Linked DNA regions of Mus musculus: region 1 is linked to region 2. The links are chromatin contacts, called in public HiChIP or PLAC-seq maps. All regions are on one chromosome and are shown on one strand. The core of a region is the stretch at or near the end of the contact, and the rest is flanking DNA. Distances in the headings are between cores, read along the strand shown. Region 1 has its middle 47 kb from the start of 1110002O04Rik. Region 2 holds the start of Uggt1 (UDP-glucose glycoprotein glucosyltransferase 1).

The links. HiChIP or PLAC-seq counts read pairs in DNA pulled down with a chosen protein or histone mark.
Region 1: an H3K27ac HiChIP or PLAC-seq map of embryonic stem cells shows a contact between it and region 2, with 4 times the contacts expected there. The contact joins the enhancer-like site here to the promoter of Uggt1 in region 2. A contact is called at or near these places in 1 of 39 promoter capture datasets (the C10 cell line), 2 of 15 datasets of contacts at CTCF or cohesin (embryonic stem cells and pro-B cells), 10 of 484 Hi-C or Micro-C datasets (B cells, the HL-1 cell line, double positive thymocytes and 4 more), 3 of 115 datasets of contacts at active chromatin or transcription factors (embryonic stem cells and stem cell-derived neural progenitor cells) and 2 of 9 other capture datasets (adipose tissue and embryonic stem cells).

Annotation. Positions count from the first base shown.
Region 1 is chr1:35,821,428-35,824,724 of GRCm38.p6, reverse strand. No RefSeq gene overlaps it. Among named protein-coding and RNA genes, the nearest start is that of 1110002O04Rik, 47 kb to the left of the region's middle. Within about 2 kb of position 1,779, at least 13 of the 459 cell types and tissues checked have an H3K27ac peak or open chromatin away from gene starts, as enhancers often do. A contact at or near this core is called in embryonic stem cells, where this site is marked.
Region 2 is chr1:36,243,031-36,246,042 of GRCm38.p6, reverse strand. It overlaps Uggt1 (UDP-glucose glycoprotein glucosyltransferase 1), which reads left to right and starts at 1,741. Exons shown (of 41, transcript NM_198899.2): 1 at 1,741-1,973. The coding sequence starts at 1,916. It overlaps Gm39625 (a long non-coding RNA gene), which reads right to left and starts at 1,734. Exons shown (of 2, transcript XR_865343.3): 1 at 1,560-1,734.

The DNA.
Region 1 (3,297 bases), core at 530-3,029, 420 kb after region 2:
TTGAAGCCAACTGATAGCAGCTAGAGTCCTGGCTTTTTGCCTGCTCTGCCCTGTCCATCTGAGCAGCAAATGGCTTGGGGACCACACCATCTGGCTGCAACGGTGTGCTTGTTTTCTCTTTGTTCCCATCCAGCGGCGCTCCCCGCACCACCACCCCCCCCCCCCGCCTCCAATCCCCTGCCCCTGGACATCCAAACGAGAAACCCTGTGGCCACTTGCTTTTCAGGCATCTGTGGGTGCCCATGCAGCTTCGTACGCCCCCGTAAACTTTCTCTGTAAACGGTGCTGACACCTGTGTAAACTTTCCTTCGTCTGCAGATGGCTTTATCAAGATGTGTTAGACACGTGCAGACTGCCGCCTTTTCCTGGGGGCGTACAGCTAATTGCTGGGATGTGTCAGCCGCCTCAGCAGTGGCTGCAGAGCATTGAAGAGACTGCAAAAGTCAGTGTGGACAAGTGCAGGACAAGGAAGCCTTCTCTGAGGGTCAGAGTTGTCTGAGCTCAGGGTTTTCTTTCAGACTTACTGCAGGGATTGGCCTGGAGAGAGGGTCTCTTTGCAGTTTATGCCATATGGGTTTGCGCGCACTGGAATGCCCCCCCCCCCCCCCCCGGCCCCGGCCCATGCTGGAAACTGTTGCCAGGCATCATTTCATTTAAGTGGGAACTGTGGGACTGGCAGAGGCAAGAACAGCTAGCCCTAAAAGAGCCAACCCATGGGGTCCTCTGGAGCTCCTCTGGCTGACTGCTTCCTGTTTTGGAAGGCTGAGAGGAGAAACAGAGCCTCAAAGTGCCCTAATCAATACAATTCTGGTGTCATTGATTTTTTTTTTTTTTTTTTTTTTTTTTTTTGGTCAAGGAGAGGCAAAGGAAACAGCTGGTGAGCCAAATTCTTCTGGGAGAATGTGAGAACAGTTGACTGGCAAGCAGGCCCTGGAGTCTACTGCCTGAAGGGCTGTCTGCATGCTGTTCACAACCACTGGTTGGCTGGAAGACTGGTCAGCACCTGGAAGACACAGGGATATTGATAACCGCAGTGCCACATAGATAAAGTTCTACGGATGTTACCCCACCCCCCCATCCCCATATCACAAACTCCAAGAGCCTCATAAGGCCCAGAGTGATGTCCCGAAGTTAAAGGATCAGAGACTTGTGTCGTGAAGAACAGAGAGGAAGCTGGGGATGTAGCTCAGTTGGTAGAGCATTTGCCTAGCATCCTTGAAGTCCCAGAGAGAGGATAGTAGGTTCTCTTCAATTTTGGCAGTGGAAACTCCTCTCAAGGGAGACCATATCCTTTCTTGCAGAGGCTCTGAGCAAAAACCTGGGGCAGTCAGTCCTTCCCTCCACGTTATTTGATGCTCACATCAATAAGTACATTAGAAGCAGGCCCCTTCTCCCACTAGAGACAGGAGGATCAGAGGTTCAAGGCCATCCTTGACTACATAGTGAGTTTGAGGCGTTAGTGGGAAACAAGAAACTGTTTCAAAAAAAAAAAAAAAAAAAAAGAGGAGGAGAGGTAAAGGAGAAGCAGGGTTGGCTGGGTAAAGCCAGGGAACAGTGAGAATCCTTGGGAGAATGGACAGAGTATGCAGGCCGCAGAGCAGCCTCCGAGGGCTCTGCTCCCAGGTTACTCTAGTTTTGCAACAGGCTTCTCTGTTGGTCTTGGTCTAACTGCTTTGATATCCGCATATTGATGTCCTGCTGGGCCCTAGATCAGTCTTTGGCTGGGCAGTGGGATGGGTTAGAAGACAGTGTGATGAGAGTTGCAGTCTTTGATTGGACACAGAGGACAAGCCTAAGGGTGAGATCTTTTTTCAGTTGTTGTAGGGATACAGAGTAGAGTCCTTCTGGCAATCTTCCCTGCGTGTGATCCAGGTCGGCTGGCCGAGTGGCCAGAGGCTCTGGGGCTTCATAGCTTGGAGCACCCCTGTGTTGCGAGCCTGGCAGGCGGAGTGCTTAAATATTTATCACAAACAGAAATTGATATTGGAGAACTAAACTCCGAAAAAAGGAAATTGAAAGCCAAGGGAGGGTGAGACCTCTGCATCCCAATTTGTAGCGGCCAGCCTCTGAATATTTCATTAGCTCCTCCGAGCGCTGCAGGGGCCAGATGTTGCGGATGTGAGAGTTTCTGGTTATTCACACAGCAGTGCGCCTCCCCAGCAGCACGCAGCTCATCATCCTGGGGCTGTGCAGAGGTCATATGCAAAGGTGCCTTTAAAAAAAAAGTGAATAAGAACATGGTGGGCTGGGCTGGGCAGGGCTTGTGGTGGGTGGGGCGGGGCTTGTGGTGGGTGGGGCGGGGCTTGCATCGAGCTGCCTAGGGAGTAATAAGAGAGGAGAAACGTGTTGAAACTACATGACACTGGGAAAAGGAGGTGGCATATATGAGAACAGGGACTGACTCGAATGAATCGGAGTTTTCATTCTGCTACTCTTTATGTCTGTGTGTAGGGAGAGAGGTAAGTCCCGAGTGAATGTGTACTGTTTGACACCTGTTTGACATGGACATTGCCATGTCAAGGAACCCTACACCCCATGTGAGGCAAAAAAGAAACCCTTCAGGGGCTGAGTTCAAGTGTTGACAGTACGTGAGAAAGTATCCACCACTGGCTTTATCTCTCCAGGTGTTTGTGTGTGGCCCGAAAACCGCTTCCCTGCAAGGATAAGCTAAGCTGCCTCCTTGTTCAGAGGGATATAACGAGCCCAATTCTTGTTTACCTGTATGCCATCATTGGTTGCTTGTTCAACTGTGGATAGCAAGAACATGGAAATGCGGCTTCCATGGTGCCGCAGCTTCTCTGTCAGAAAACACTTGAGCCCAGCTTTTCTGTCTGTGTGCCTGTGGGTCTGCCATTTCCTCATTCCCATGCTACCCCAGTTAGGTTAATTCCTAGAGCCCTGCAGTACTCAGCATCTCAGACTTGATGAAGTACAACCACCACCACCATCATCACCATCATCACCATCTTCATCATCATCATCCATATTACTATCTTTATCATTATCTAACTCTGTCCTTGACTCATGAACTGATCTATTCCTTAACGGAACCATGTCAATATAAACTCTGGCCATTTTACAGTTGAGGTAACTGAGGGATAATAAATTGGGTCCAAGGGAGCCAAGAGCTATTATTACAAGGCAGAGCAGTCTGCAATTCCCTATAGGTCTTCCTAGCTCAAATGCAGATGATACAAATCTGTGTGCTTATTCTCTTTGCTTCTGCCATTGACAGTACACATCGCTGAGGACATCGGCTCCGTGTGCCCAGGACCTGAAATTGCTCAAGGCCAGGAA
Region 2 (3,012 bases), core at 492-2,991:
TTTAATCACCATCATCAGGAAGTATACTGCTAACAAGGGGAAATGAAATTGCTTACGTAGCCCACACTTTACTTGTTTGTGGGTATGTGTGTAACTCCAGTCCATAGACTTGACTTGTTGCCAGCCACTCTTACCTGCTGAGCCATCTCACCTGCCCTGGCTGACACTTTATGTCTGTTGAGCAGCGCTGGTCATGTAGAGACCTGAATTCTGCCACTAACTCACCTCAAGTGTTCCAAGTTGTAGACTCATTGTTTCTGTTCTACCTATAAAAGGCACAGATGTCGCTCCTGCCCTCACAACATTAAACAGATAATAATAATAATAATAATAAAAAAAATCTACAGAGCACTGATTTCAGAGGACAAATGTGCCACTTCAAAAGTCGGAGAGAAGATTTGGAGTAACGGTCAGTGCTTGCGTTCTCTCTCTTTCTTCTCTGTGTGAGTGTCTCCAGGTTGGCACACATGTGTGCAAGTCAGTGTCTCCAATTTGGTACACATGTGTGTGCATGGGTGTGCAAGCTAAAGATTAGTCTCAGCTGTCATTTCTCAGGACAATGTCCAGTTTGGTTTTCTGAGAGTGTCTCTCACTAGTCTGAACCACACCCATTTGGCTGGTAGCTTGCTGGCCAGTAAGACCCAAAGTTCTGCCTGTCTCTACCTCCAGTGTTTACTTGGCTAGTATGTTATGTGTGTGTGTGTGTATGTGTGTGTGTGCATGCACGTATGTATGCCTGTGTGTGTGTGTATGTATGAATATATGTGTGTGCCTGCACACAAGCTCAATTGACACTTCGTATTTTCCCCAGTCACTCGGTATTTATTGAGGTAGAATTCTTGAGCTCAAGAATTCTGGCTAGTGTGGCTAGCCACTTTGCCAGAGGAATTGTCTCTGCCTCCTGAGAACTGGGATTACAGGTAGCTATTACTACAATTTCTACAGGGGTCCTGGAGATCTGAACTGTAGTCTTCACATCTGGGCAGCAAATACTTTGTCTACTGAGTCATCTCCGCAGCCCGTGCCTGGCGTTTGCGGTGTATTCTGGGAATTGAGCTTAGGTTTCCAGCTTAGCAGCAAGAACCTTTGTCTTTTTTGCTTTCTTTTCCCCTGATGCTGCTTGGGTCTTGGAGGTGGTGATATAGGTGTTTCAGTCAGAGCTGAGATCATTTAGTCTCAGTCAGTTTGACTAGTTATGGATCTCTGCATTAACCAACATCACATACTCTAAAACAAATTTATAACTTTTTCTTCCTTTTGAGATAGGGCCTTGAACTCACAGAGATTCTTCTGCCTTTTTTTTTTTTTTTTTTTTTCTCGAGACAGGGTTTCTCTGTATAGCCCTGGCTGCCCTCGAACTCACAAATCCGTTTGCCTCTGCCTCCCGAGTGCTGGGATTAAAGGTGTGTGCCACCACGCCCAGCATGAGCTTCTTCTGCTTTTTGTGTCTTGAGTTTGTGTACGTTTATTTAACTTGAGAGGAATAAATAATAAAAATAGGGAGAAAAAGGTTGAAATAACTATCTGCCGGGGCGGTTGGACTGCGCCTTGAAGCTCACCTGCTTGAACTGGGTCTTCTAGGATCTTAAATTCAGGAGGCGAGCTGGCTCAACCAGGAGAGGGGAGGGGCCGAGAGAAGGGGCGGGTCTTATGCCGGTTTCATGGCCGCTGCGGGACTCTCTGGCAAACCCCCGCCGCACTCGATAGCCGGAAGTCGTCCTGCCTTCGCCTCTAGGAAGCGGAAGTGCAGGGGCAGCTGGCAACTGGGTTATTGCTTTGAGAAACCGGCTTGTGAGGAGCGGCGGGAAAGGCGCGTGTCGGCTTCTCACTGGCGCAGCCTCCCCGGCGATCGCCGCTGCTCCGCCCTGCCCAGGCGTCGTTGCAGACACCGGAGTGGACGAAGCGCGGCCCGGGCATGTGCAGCCGGGGGGATGCGAACACTGCGGATGCCGCGGCTGCGCGGCGGGTGACAGGTACCTTGGGTGGCGTGGGGAGGCCTCGGGAACAGGAGAGGGGCCAGCGCGGGAGGCGACCGTGAGTCCGAGTCACCTTGGGCTTCCTCTTGTACTCTGACTCGGTTTTCCCTCCAGTGTTCTCTCCACGAGCGCCTCAAGTCGTCCCCAGCGGTCTTCTGGGGACAGAGTGGCGGCGGGCTCACTCCAGCAGTCCTGACCCTGTTTGAAGTGTAGGAGGAGGAAGCGCCCCCAGGACTTTAGACCAAGTCTGACCCTAAGTAGGTTGAGAATCAGCATTTTGCATGATTCTGGAGAAACGAGTTGGCGTTTTTATAGGTTTCTGAGTTCAGGTGATGCATCTGTGGGTGATAAGATCTCTTGGCGTGAAATTGGACGGTTCACTTCACTTTTAGCTTGTGATCTGTGCATCTCCAAAACATTGTGATCGTGAGCTCTTCTTGCTGCTGGGCTGAAAGCTCTCTTGTTCTGCATTTGTTGCCAGGTTTGAAATGGAGAGAGTGTTTTGTTTGTTCTGAGACCTATGATCTTGCCCTTGCAGTGCCTTGGAAACATCTGTGCCCGTGCAAGCTTATTGTAGTATAAAGTTCTTTATTTCCTAGTAATACCTTGTACACTGCCAAACGCATGAAGACATAGTCATGTCTGTTTGCTTGTCCTACCCCTTTGGAGGTAGGGTCTCAGGATCATAGGCTACCCTTGGAATCCCGGCCACCACCAGATCTGCTTGGAGACATTTTACAAAGCTAGTTAACACTACAAAACTGGAGCAGATTGTAGCCTTTCCACTTGACTTGTTTTTGGTAAACTTAGCTGAAACTTTTCTTTCTTAAATAAAAAATTTTATTTTGTTTACTTAGATTTTGTTGTGTGTATACAGGACAACTTAGTGGAGTTAGCTTTCTCCATCCACCTCTGTGTGGCTTTCTTTTTAGGGCTCAATCTCAGGTCACCAGGCTTGCATGGCAAGAGCCTTTACCCACAGAGCCATCTTGCTAAAACTTTCTTTTTTGCTTTCTTGAGGGAGGAAGAGAAAGGG